Regions from separate parts of the Mus musculus genome. Here region 1 is linked to region 2. A link is a contact called in public Hi-C data. All regions are on one chromosome and are shown on one strand. The core of a region is the stretch at or near the end of the contact, and the rest is flanking DNA. Distances in the headings are between cores, read along the strand shown.

Region 1 (5,739 bases), core at 1,950-4,449, 330 kb after region 2:
CTCCCAATCTTTCTCAAACAGTTTCATTGACTGGGAACCAAGCATTTAAATATCTGAGGCTATGGAGCATCCTCTTTCCAACCACCACAGAGAGGTGCTAAATGTAGAGGTTGAAAAGAGCTGGAAAAAATTCCTGAGAAGCATAGAGTTTCCCAAGTGAAAGGAGGGCATCTACTCTAGTGCAGTGTGGTGGCTTGATGTCTTCTGGATACAGGCAGGTGAAGTAAACTGAGTCCCCCTGTCAGATGCATAGGACCTTCTTGAGTGCAAACAATGTCCCACTGAGGGTGACATCAAGAAGGGAAAATCTGTAGAAATCTAAGGGATATGAGCATTGTATCAGATATATGAGAGAGGCTTCCTGAAGGCTTGACGAAGAGTAGCAAGACAGTTATCTCCAGAGATGCCATGGCTTTACTGAATGCATTGCTGTAGTTCTCCAAGGCACAGACTGGAGTATGACTGGAGAGGAAAGATAATTAACCCCCAACCCCAAAGCTGGTTGACAGTCTGCAGAGCACCCCGCTCACATGGTTCAGAAAGGTGACTCCCGAAATACAAGGTGTGAGAACATCTCCAGGGTATTTTTCATGATTGGTTCAAGGGGAACTCTCCCAATCTTATCCTCAGATGTTTAACTTCAATTGTAAACTGAATCTAGCTAAAGATTCAACAGTTCTCAGTTCAACATAGCAACCTGGCAGTAGAAGTATCTACAACAGGGACCACTGCACATGTTTATGGAATCCAATAAAGGTATCTTCACTATTTATATGCAGTGTCAATCACAGTGGGAAAATATACAATATGTGAAGAATCAAGATTATATAGTATGTAATCAAAAGAAAAGGAACCAATAGAAACAGTTTGGTATGTGACAAAATGTTGAAATTGCCTAATCATTTAGAAAGGACTATGATACATGCATATGTGGATATAGCACAAAAGGTAGGCCATGCACAATGAGACATGAGGAACTTCAGGGAAGAATGGAATCTGTATAAAATGAATAGTGTGCATGGGAGAAATAAAAAACAAAAAACCCACAAGCAATGAGGAATGAATTCAGTGTTTCCATTATCTGCTATTGCATATGAGATACCACAGAAAGGGATTTAGCAAACAATTCTTTCCTCGATTCCCCTGTCTATCTGGGCTCAGCTAGGCAGCTCCTTTTACTCCATAGGATGATGATGATGATGATGATTGCAGCATTAGCCAAAAGGTAGAAATGGCCTATGCTGAAGGACAGATGCCTGGATAAATAACATGGCACATGTAAGCAGTGAAATACTACTCTCATGAAAAGAGTGAACCTCGACAAGGGAGAAGAAACCTGAAGGTATACAGATAATTATAAGATAAAAGGAGAAGTAGTATGTGTTCACATTATACCAGCATGAAATATCTATAATAGAAAAATTCACAGTACATAAGGTAGATTAGGAGTTTCTAGATGTTGGTAGAGGTGAAAAATTATTATTTCATTACTGAATGAAAAATGTGGGTTCACCTGGATTCTCTGTGTCAATTCCATCTCTTTCCTTTTGTTTTTAAATATAATAAAATGTTTTTAAAGCTGCATTTTGTCTTTCTTGAAAAAGAAAGCACATCCTCAAATCAGAAAATGGGATTGTTTTCTTCCCCCTTTGCTTCATTCTCAGCTCCTATAAAGGTGATTTGAAGAGGCACTGGGACAAGCCACAAGAGGAAGGGACAGTGACACAGAGAGGCTCTGCTTGCAAACACAGGGATATTTTGAGCAGGGTCTTTAAGAAAGTGGGACTGAGTTGAATTAAAAGCCAAGGCCTGCATGCAAACAGTTTGATCATGTCTGTGAGGGACTTCATGTTCCCTTTGTGCTTCTGGCCTGCCAGTCCATTCTTTGTGCCAACAGCTCTGTCTCTCACAAGCTGGAGGCAGAGTCTTCATTCAGTGAGTTAATTTTAAATGAAATGAAAACCCAAGTCATAATGTTTGGTTCACTACGCAGGCAACAGGCACTGTCTGCCTCATTAATGATTAACATGGCAGCTGGTAATGTCTTGCAGCTGGTTGACCAGTTTAATGATGCCAGAATCTGGCTGAATCCTCTTTGTGCTCTGACCAATACAGGGACCACCTTTTCCTCACAGTGCTTTGAGTGTGGTGTTTAGTGAATAAAGATACAGATTATGAAGTAGAAGACAAAATCTTTCTTGTGTTACAGCCAGCTCACATAGATCTATACTTGTTTGTCTGGGTCTGATGCAAAGGCTGTACTCTTAAAGAATGTGTTTATCTGAGGTGGAAAGTAGAAGATTGGTTACCAAAGAGGCAAGAGGAGGTGTTAGAGTCAGTGGACCACTGGTGCTAACGATGAGACCCGGGAGATCCAGGAGATACTTCTTAGTTAAGTAAAGAACCTTGGTGTATTTGCACGTGTGCAAGTATGGAGAGGGCATCTGGAGGCCTGCGGTTGATAGCAGGTGTCTTCCTTGATGTCTTCACATTATATCTTGAAATGAGGTCTCTTACCAAACTCCTATCTTGCTATCTTAGCTTACTCCAAGAATCCCCTGTCTCTCTGAGTATTACAAGGGAAACACCTTGCCCACAGAAATTTCATGGATGCCCCTTCTTATATGATAAATTCTTTATTCACTGAGCCATTTCTTCAGCCCTTGAACCTCTCATATTTCTGCAGAGTGGGAAAAATGCTCTCCTTCATTTTTCAGAACAACCAGTCATGGACTGAGATGAATCCCTAAATAAAGAGATGGCTCAGTGGGTAAGGAACTTATCACACAGGCACGAACAAGGAGGAGTGCTCACATCCTGATTCTGATCTTTGCCCTCAGAATTCCTCACTGCTTTCTCTGATACACGTTATCTGTTTCTCAGCTTCCGCTACTCTGTGTATCCTTGGACCTAGGATCCCCAGTGACCTTGACCAGATCTCCTGAGCTGCTTTGCCTAGCAATTCATAATTTACAAGAGCATTGCACGGCTTGCTAATAGAAGGTACCATATAAAGAGCAGAGCCCCATTTCTGTCCTGGCTGATGCCTTCCATTAAGATGATGCTCTTGATATTCTAAGCTGTGAAGACTGATTTTGAGTTAAGTGCTTGTACACTTAATTTGCTTTCACTTAAAGCACGCCACTGGTGACGGCGCCTGTTCTGTGACCCGAGGTACTCATTTTTTTAGCACTCGAAACTGCAAGGACAGCAGAGGAGATTACATTGTTAGGGATTACGCCATCCCTCTCCCCACCCCAGACTCTGCTCTGCTCATAAGGGAACACAGACACGTGCATGCACACATATGCGAGCCTCGACACCCTCCCCGCTTCTGTTGGAATGAAGTTTCCACAGTACCAGAACAGACACTATTTCACTTGGAAGAAGTGTTCCATTTCTACCCTTCTGAAACCTTGTCAGGGTAAGAAAAACAGAAGCTGTGACTTTTCAATGCCATCTGGTAAGTTAGATTGAGCATCAGCACTGTGGAGCATGTCTGCTGTGTGGAAACAGGCCGTGCTAGGATTGAATGGCAGACATTCCCTTGGGGCTGTGAGGCAATGGAGGCGTTTCTGAGACTTCCTTGCTAAGAGGAATGCCAGGGAGTAGCACTGACCGTCTAGATCATCACTATCCCTTTAGATGCACTTGCCCTGTATGAGGAGGCACCCACATGTTGAGTCCTCTGCCTGCTGCCTGGATGCTGGCAAAGCCATGCCTGAGTTAATGAGGAGATAAATAACCCCTGTGCACGTCCGCACGCCACCGCGACATATAGGACTCCAGTACCCCACATCTGATTTTGGTTTTGTTTTTACAGTAGCGCTAGTTAAATCCAACTAACTATGATGAAACAGGTTATCAGAATGAGAAATGAATAAAAGATTACTTCCTGTCTGCTTCCTCCAGGTGGGCGGGGCTGCAGCCGACTTCTGTAATGATCAGGGTTGAAGGCTGAAGTGATTTAAGGCATTACCTAGGAGGAAGGACAGACATCTGTCAGGTAGGATGGGCAGAGGCAATGTGTGGTCATTTCACATGGTCCATGCGCCCTGGCACTGAGAAAACTGGGTCATGAAGGCTTCTCTTTCCATTATTGGCCTTGGCCTGTCTGAGTGGCCCTATGAACTTTTTCACTCAGATGTGTTTCTGTGTTCACAGCTCTACTGTAGTTCAGGGCTTCAAGGCCAAGTCCCTGAGTTAGGATAGCTGGTCCCTAGCCTGTTGCTGTGGCTTAGAGGGGCTCTAAATAGCAATTTGGGGCTATCTAGGGCAGGTGAACTACACTTCCCAGAATTCTCCTTTCATACTTGTTTTCTGTTAGACTAACCTCATGGTTTGGGAGGGAATGAATGTGAAGCTACAGATGCTCAGAAACTTTCACTTTTTGCTGCTGACCTGATGACTTACCTTGTCAGCAGAGAGATGCAAGCTGGCAAGCAATTCCTCGACATTCTGTTTTTCCCAAGATTCTCTGATTCTGGGTCAAGCTTGAGTGATTAGCTCCACAGGATGGCGATCCCACCAAGGTGAGAGGCAACATGGGCTAACAGGCACTTTAGAATATTGTTGGGAGTGTGGGTTCTCCTTTGTTCTCATTTCCTACCAACTTCCTGCCTATCTTGTAGTCTTCAAGCCCGTGCCCCCGGCACCATGGCTGTTAAGGAAGTCTCCGAGTTGCATAAAGTCAATCCCTGTGATAGGTGTACCCACCATCCACCTGCATGCCTACTCAACAATCAACCAGCTGCTCACTCCGCCTCTTTTTGTGTCTGCTATGAAAATATCCTGGTGGATCTGCTTCTCCTGATAGAAACCTGATTGATTCTGAGAGAAAGACATTGTATGCCCTAATGCCGAATCCCCTTAAAACTACTACCCTGGGTCTTAAGGATCTAGCACCCATGGCCAGATTTACTCATTCATGATTTGTGTTTAGTTCTGGGAAGCAGTTTGTGTTTATCTATTCTTTGTCTCTGTCTCTGTCTCTGTCTCTCTCTCATCTCTAGCTCTCTGTCTTTATGTCTATCTCTTTATCTTCATCTCTATCTCTATCTTTATCTCTTTCCCCATTCCACCCCATCCCCTGAAATACTGCTGTGTAGGTTACTATAAAACATGGCAAGGCATTTCAACCACCTACTCTGTAACCTCTATTTTACACATTTCCCTCCTCCTCCACCCTATTTCTTCCATAGCACACACATATTTGTGAATTTTGAGCATGACTGATCCTGACCTATCCTAAACCTAATGTACCAATTTCTCTGTAGGATCTGGGTGGGCAGGAGACTTCAAGGAAAGGGCTTAGCTGGGAAGCCAGTGCAGCAGACCCAGAGAGCAGCTTCTCCAGTGCAGAGCAAATCGAGGAGAGAACATAATTTGCTTTCTTTCACTTCGGTATGGGATCATCAGAGAACTGTCGCTCAACCCAAGATCAGAGGATGTTCCAAACAATAAGCCAGCTTGGTCCAACTGCTTCTCTCTGCTGCCCTCTCCCCTTTCCTGCCCCCTGCTGACAGCTGGGAGCTATCTGGGAGATTAAGGCTCATATGCCTCTTCCAGAGAACAGACACTGGACACCATCTTACTCTCACCACAAAAGACAGAGCCTGAAAATATCAGTTCTTCTGACTAATTTCCCCTATGTCCCTTGTTGTAAGATGTATATTGTGTGCTTTGCATTTGATGGGTAGCTTGATGTCTCTTGGTAATTTCTCAGTACAAAATCACGAC
Region 2 (4,995 bases), core at 1,776-4,275:
TAATTCGAGTTTAAAGTAGTAGAAAATGTTTGGAGAACATTTAAAAGTCAGGAACAACTTGGTAATTGATGTGATTTTTTATGAGCACAGGAAAAGTCTTCAATCATCCAACTTCAGTAGAGGAAGCAGCCACACCCCACAAGCAGCCACACCCCACAAGGAAGCAGCCACACCCCACAAGGAAGCAGCCACACCCCACAAGGAAGCAGCCACACCCCACAAGGAAGCAGCCACACCCCACAAGGAAGCAGCCACACCCCACAAGCAGCCACACCCCACAAGGAAGCAGCCACACCCCACAAGGAAGCAGCCACACCCCACAAGGAAGCAGCCACACCCCACAAGGAAGCAGCCACACCCCACAAGCAGCCACACCCCACAAGGAAGCAGCCACACCCCACAAGGATGTTTAAAATCCGTTTCTGATGTCCTACTTTACTTAGGTATAGGCATCTTGTCTCGATTCTCAGCCCCAGGAATGACCATGACTTTTAGAAAATTCCCAATGAAAAACTCATCAGGGGGACGTGAAACAGCACACAGCATCCTGGTTGTGGCTGATGAGAACTGAAATGCAGGATCTGAGGTCAGAAACACTGATGCAGGAGGGAAGGAAAGGGAGATGTCACAAGAACTCCCCTGGTTTATTCATATCAGGTTTCCGCTCTGACCCTGGGGTCCACTATTTAACTCTCTGTTCTACTCAGACACTGGGTCCCACAGGGTGTGCCTCACGCCTGGGCTCTTGTTCTCCTCCTGCAGCTGGAAAAGGGCTTGTGGAGGCATCTCACTTCTGCTATCTCATGGCTCATGTGCCCTTTGGTCACTATACGGTGAAGACAGATCATCTGGCCTTGGTGGGCAGTAGCCACAGGTACGTATGTGACTTTTGTAAAGATGATTTGCACGGGTTATTTTAGCCCTTACTGGGTTTCATGGCTTCACTACTCATTTTCTTGTGTAAATTTCCGCTACTGCCCGCTCTTCCTCTCTATCTTCTGCATTAGTCTAGGCAAGGTGACCAGAGGGTGCCACATCACACCACCAGAGGGCCTTTGGTGCTGTTAGTGCTCTTGGTGTGTGTTGAACTCTTCTGGCCACTGGGTGGCAGCCTAGCTCCACAACCAGAGATAACATAGAAAAATGAAGTTTACAATAGTATATTTTGGGCAGCCCTGGGCTTATTCTAGGAGCCTACTTTTTGGGGCCTCCATACTACTTCAATATATTAATTTGGAGCACAAGCTCTTTGGAACCTTCTGCATCAGTCACTTGTTTTCTGGTAGCCACATATCAGGGTGTTTCCCCCCCCCCCCCAAGGACCCCAAAGCCCTGGAGAAAGAGTGAGTTGAAGCAGATAATCTTACCCTGGGTGGTCCTCACTGTTCTGGATCTTTCTACCTCTTTCTCCTTAATAGTTGTGATTTCTGAGCAGTCATGGTATTGCGCTCCTAGAATTCTAGCAGTCAAGAGGTATAGACAGGGGGATTGTAGCAAGGCCAATGCTAGCCAGGGTGGTGCAATGAGTTCTAGGCTAGCCAGCCAGCCAGGGCTACGAACCTGTCTCAAGAGAGAGAAAGAAGACATTTCTGAGATGCAGAGCTATCAGTGTCTTTGCAATGTTTGCTTTGTTACAGATTTACTTTATAAAAAGGTAACTGCACCGGGGAAGCAAGGTATTGAGGGATTGAAAGCCTTGTCTAAGGTAGCCTCTCGGGTGCACCATCAGGATGGACTTGGAGTCTAGACAGTAAGGTTGCAGGAGCAAAAGTTGTAGCTGATATTCCTAATCCTCTACCACCATAGCAATCGGTGCTCCTCACAGATTCTTCTCTTGAGCCTGGGCTCAGATAGAAGAGTCATCTTCTCAAGGCAGTCTGTCTGGGCTAAGCAAGCCCATAAAGGTACCTCGCTTCCTATAGCCCATGTTCATGACTCCTGGGGGAGTTTCTTGAGATATGTTAGCTTCTGGAATTATTCTGATGACTGGAATATAGGGCACCTGGCAAGCTGTAGAGGGGAGACGGCAAGTGTGTGTGTGTGTGTGTGTGTGTGTATGTGTGTGTGTATCACATTCACCTGTTTTCTTTCCTCACTGGCCGGATGAACTTCCTGTGCAAGATCTGTCATTTCTTTCTGGCTCCATTGTCCTCCCCAGTCTGTGCCAGGCCATCTGTGGTGCTCCTGGACTCCACGGCTTCCTCTTTTGCACTTGGCAAGCTCAGGCTGCTCTGTCTTTCCTGGGGCATGCCAGGCTGAGGGCTGAGGGCTGAGGGCTGAGGGCTGAGGGCTGAGGACTGAGGGCTGAGGGCTGAGGGCTGAGGGCTGAGGACTAGTTTTTAGGAGGTTGAAGTGGGAGGTGTTGAAGGGGGATGTTAAGGGAGGTGCAGAGCCTCCTCCTCACAAGCAGGCTCTTCTAGAAGTGCTGGCACTCTCACTTATTGCCCAAACCTAAAGAGATGGAGGTCAAGGAGGAAGTGCAGTCTATCTTGAGCCCACAGGCTCTTTCCTCTTATAGACCTGCCTGAGAGCAGCATCTCCGCCTCACCTCTGTTCTTGTTATTCCCTGCTTTTAGTCAAGAGTTTATGAAATTTGCAACAATTGAGGCTATCCAGCGGACGGAAATCTTCGAGTACTGCCAGATGCTGGGCCGCCCCAAATCCTTCATCCCTTCTTTCCAGGTAACTGAACCCCGAGGGGGGCGGGGCGGGGCGGGGCGGCCATCAGCGATGCTGTGTCTAGGTTGTGGGCAGCCAGGTTCTTAGCCTTGCTGTTTGGCACCTGGTACCACCGGCCAAGTCATCTCCTGCATTTGTCCTCTTTAACGGGAGTGCGGGAAGGCTTAGGGTTTCTTTTTATGTTCCCGGAAGGTCAGAATTTTACAGCATGAAAGCAAACGGTTCAGAAGTCTTTGCTGGAGGCATACATGCGGAAATCTTGCTGCAGTTCTGCCCCTCCCTCCCTTCCTGTCCTCCTGCTGCCCTGGGCTCTTCTCTCCTAGCACTTCCGCTCAGCTCCTCCTCAGCTCCTACAGCCCTCTGGTCCCTCTGACAGCTCACCTTCTGACCACTCCCCCTTTCTCAGGAGCTTCCCTCCTGCTCTGGCCTTAGTCCATTCTCTCTTTCTTCTCAGGGTTTCAGTTGTATAGGTGGCAACCGCACTGCCAGGCTCTTTTCTCTCCCCTCAGCCCCTCTGTTTGGCATCTCGTTGCTACCCTATGTCCGTAGGCATCGCGTCATCCTCCAGTCCGATCCCCTATGTGTTTTGAGACCTGCTACCCAGTGGCCTTTTCTCGCGTCTCTTGCTGGTGTGGAGTGTGAACTTCACTGAAGCCTTGCAGCAAACTGGCATAAAACCGAGGTAGTTTGTTTCTGGGCTGGGAATAGGACTATCTCAGCCACAGCACTGACTCCAAGGTCCCCATCTCCCATTCACTCGACACTACTCTGTATTTTCTTTCCCTTTTATGGGAAGGTACCTTTCTTTTCTGCCTTAAGTACCTTCTTCAGGCCTGAGACCTTGTCTAAATGGATATCCTCAAGGTCCGCTGTTGAGAATGTACACAGCTACAATAGCAACGCACACTCAACACAGAACACACGTAACCTTGGGAATGAGTCCCTGTATTGTAAATACATGACCCATTTAGCCTCTCCTTTCTGAGAGTTTTGCCTTGCCTAGCTGCTCCTCCACAGGGCTCCAGCGTAGGCACTTTGGTTGCTTTTCTTTCCCTTCGTTATTCATCCCGCCCACATGTTTTGTTGACGTTGTTCTGGGCTGGTAGTCTTAGTATAGCTATTCTTACCGGCTGTTTCACACACTCAGCATTGTGTTGCCGTGCATCTTGAATATCACTTCTAATCCTGTGGGGTTTTCCCTTTCACAGAAGTTGGAACCGAGGCTCGAAGGGCTGGTTATATCTCACCAGCTCACTTGTGCATACCATTTGTTCTAAGTACTTTGTGTGAATCCCCTAATTCTATCTTTATAGTTCTAGTGGACTAGGTGGCATCGTCCATGCTCTAACAGGGAAGCTGAGGCACAGAGAGACAAAGGGGCTAGCCCAAATGTCCCCCAGCTAGCATGAGTTTGGATTGGATTGACTTTGTTTGACACCAGAGCTGTCACGTTTGATCTCATCCTATAGCTCCTGCTATGGAGACTCTTCCTCCCTACACCAGCATCTGCCTGCACTTCCTTGTGGGCTTCACAGCCTCTGCAAATGGTAGAGTTTTGTATCTTCATGTAAGCCCTTGTGCCGGGGCTGCACTTCACATGCCCAGGCTTCCTGTGATGTAGGCTGCTGGATAAAAGGGCTGCCCTGCTGCCTTTCCAATGGAGACCCAAGACTGGAAAGACGAGTTGATGTGATCCCTGAATCCTTTTCTCCATCACGCAGCAACTGTATGTAGGCTGGATTTGGAGTTGTGCCCATATGCAGATAAATTGCCCCAAATGGCACTGGGCCCTTGCTATTTGGATGCCAGAGTGAGTGGAATCTGGCAGTCAGCTGACTTCCAAGAAGTCTTATCTACATTTCTCTGCCTCTCTCCTGCCCGGATGGACTCATCCCTGGCCCGTTCCTCTTCACAGGTGTATAAGCTCCTCTATGCCTCCCGTCTGGCAGATTATGGCCTGGCATCCCAGGCCTTGCATTACTGTGAAGCCATTGGTGCAGCTGTCTTGAGCCAGGAAGGGAGCAGCCACCCTGTGCTATTAGCGGAGCTCATCAAGGTGAGCGTCTCAAAGGGATCTCTGTAGGTGTTTTATCTTCAGTGTTCAGAGAAGCCATTGTAGAGAGGCTTAAACTCCACATTTCATCTTCTTTGAACACACTGCAAAATTGGAGCCCACGGCTGTCTTTGACCATGTATGCATGCCCCGATGTGATAAGCAGAGGTCCTGTTTGCACAAAGAACAACTGGCTGGGCAGGGGGCAGAGGGGTTGGGGGACTGCAAAGCAGGCGTGTTCTGCTTGAGAAGTTCTGTGCATC

Evidence for each region. A called contact is a pair of places that touch in the nucleus more often than the background predicts.
Region 1: a contact with region 2 is called in a Hi-C map of cortical neurons, with 4 times the contacts expected there. The contact joins two enhancer-like sites.

Annotation. Positions count from the first base shown.
Region 1 is chr1:157,885,377-157,891,115 of GRCm38.p6, forward strand. No RefSeq gene overlaps it. Among named protein-coding and RNA genes, the nearest start is that of Gm51655, 140 kb to the left of the region's middle. Within about 2 kb of position 3,200, at least 27 of the 459 cell types and tissues checked have an H3K27ac peak or open chromatin away from gene starts, as enhancers often do. A contact at or near this core is called in cortical neurons, where this site is marked.
Region 2 is chr1:157,552,171-157,557,165 of GRCm38.p6, forward strand. It overlaps Sec16b (SEC16 homolog B (S. cerevisiae)), which reads left to right. Exons shown (of 26, transcript NM_001159986.1): 14 at 763-874; 15 at 2,577-2,682; 16 at 4,595-4,735. Among named protein-coding and RNA genes, the nearest start is that of Sec16b, 28 kb to the left of the region's middle. Within about 2 kb of position 3,026, at least 44 of the 459 cell types and tissues checked have an H3K27ac peak or open chromatin away from gene starts, as enhancers often do. A contact at or near this core is called in cortical neurons, where this site is marked.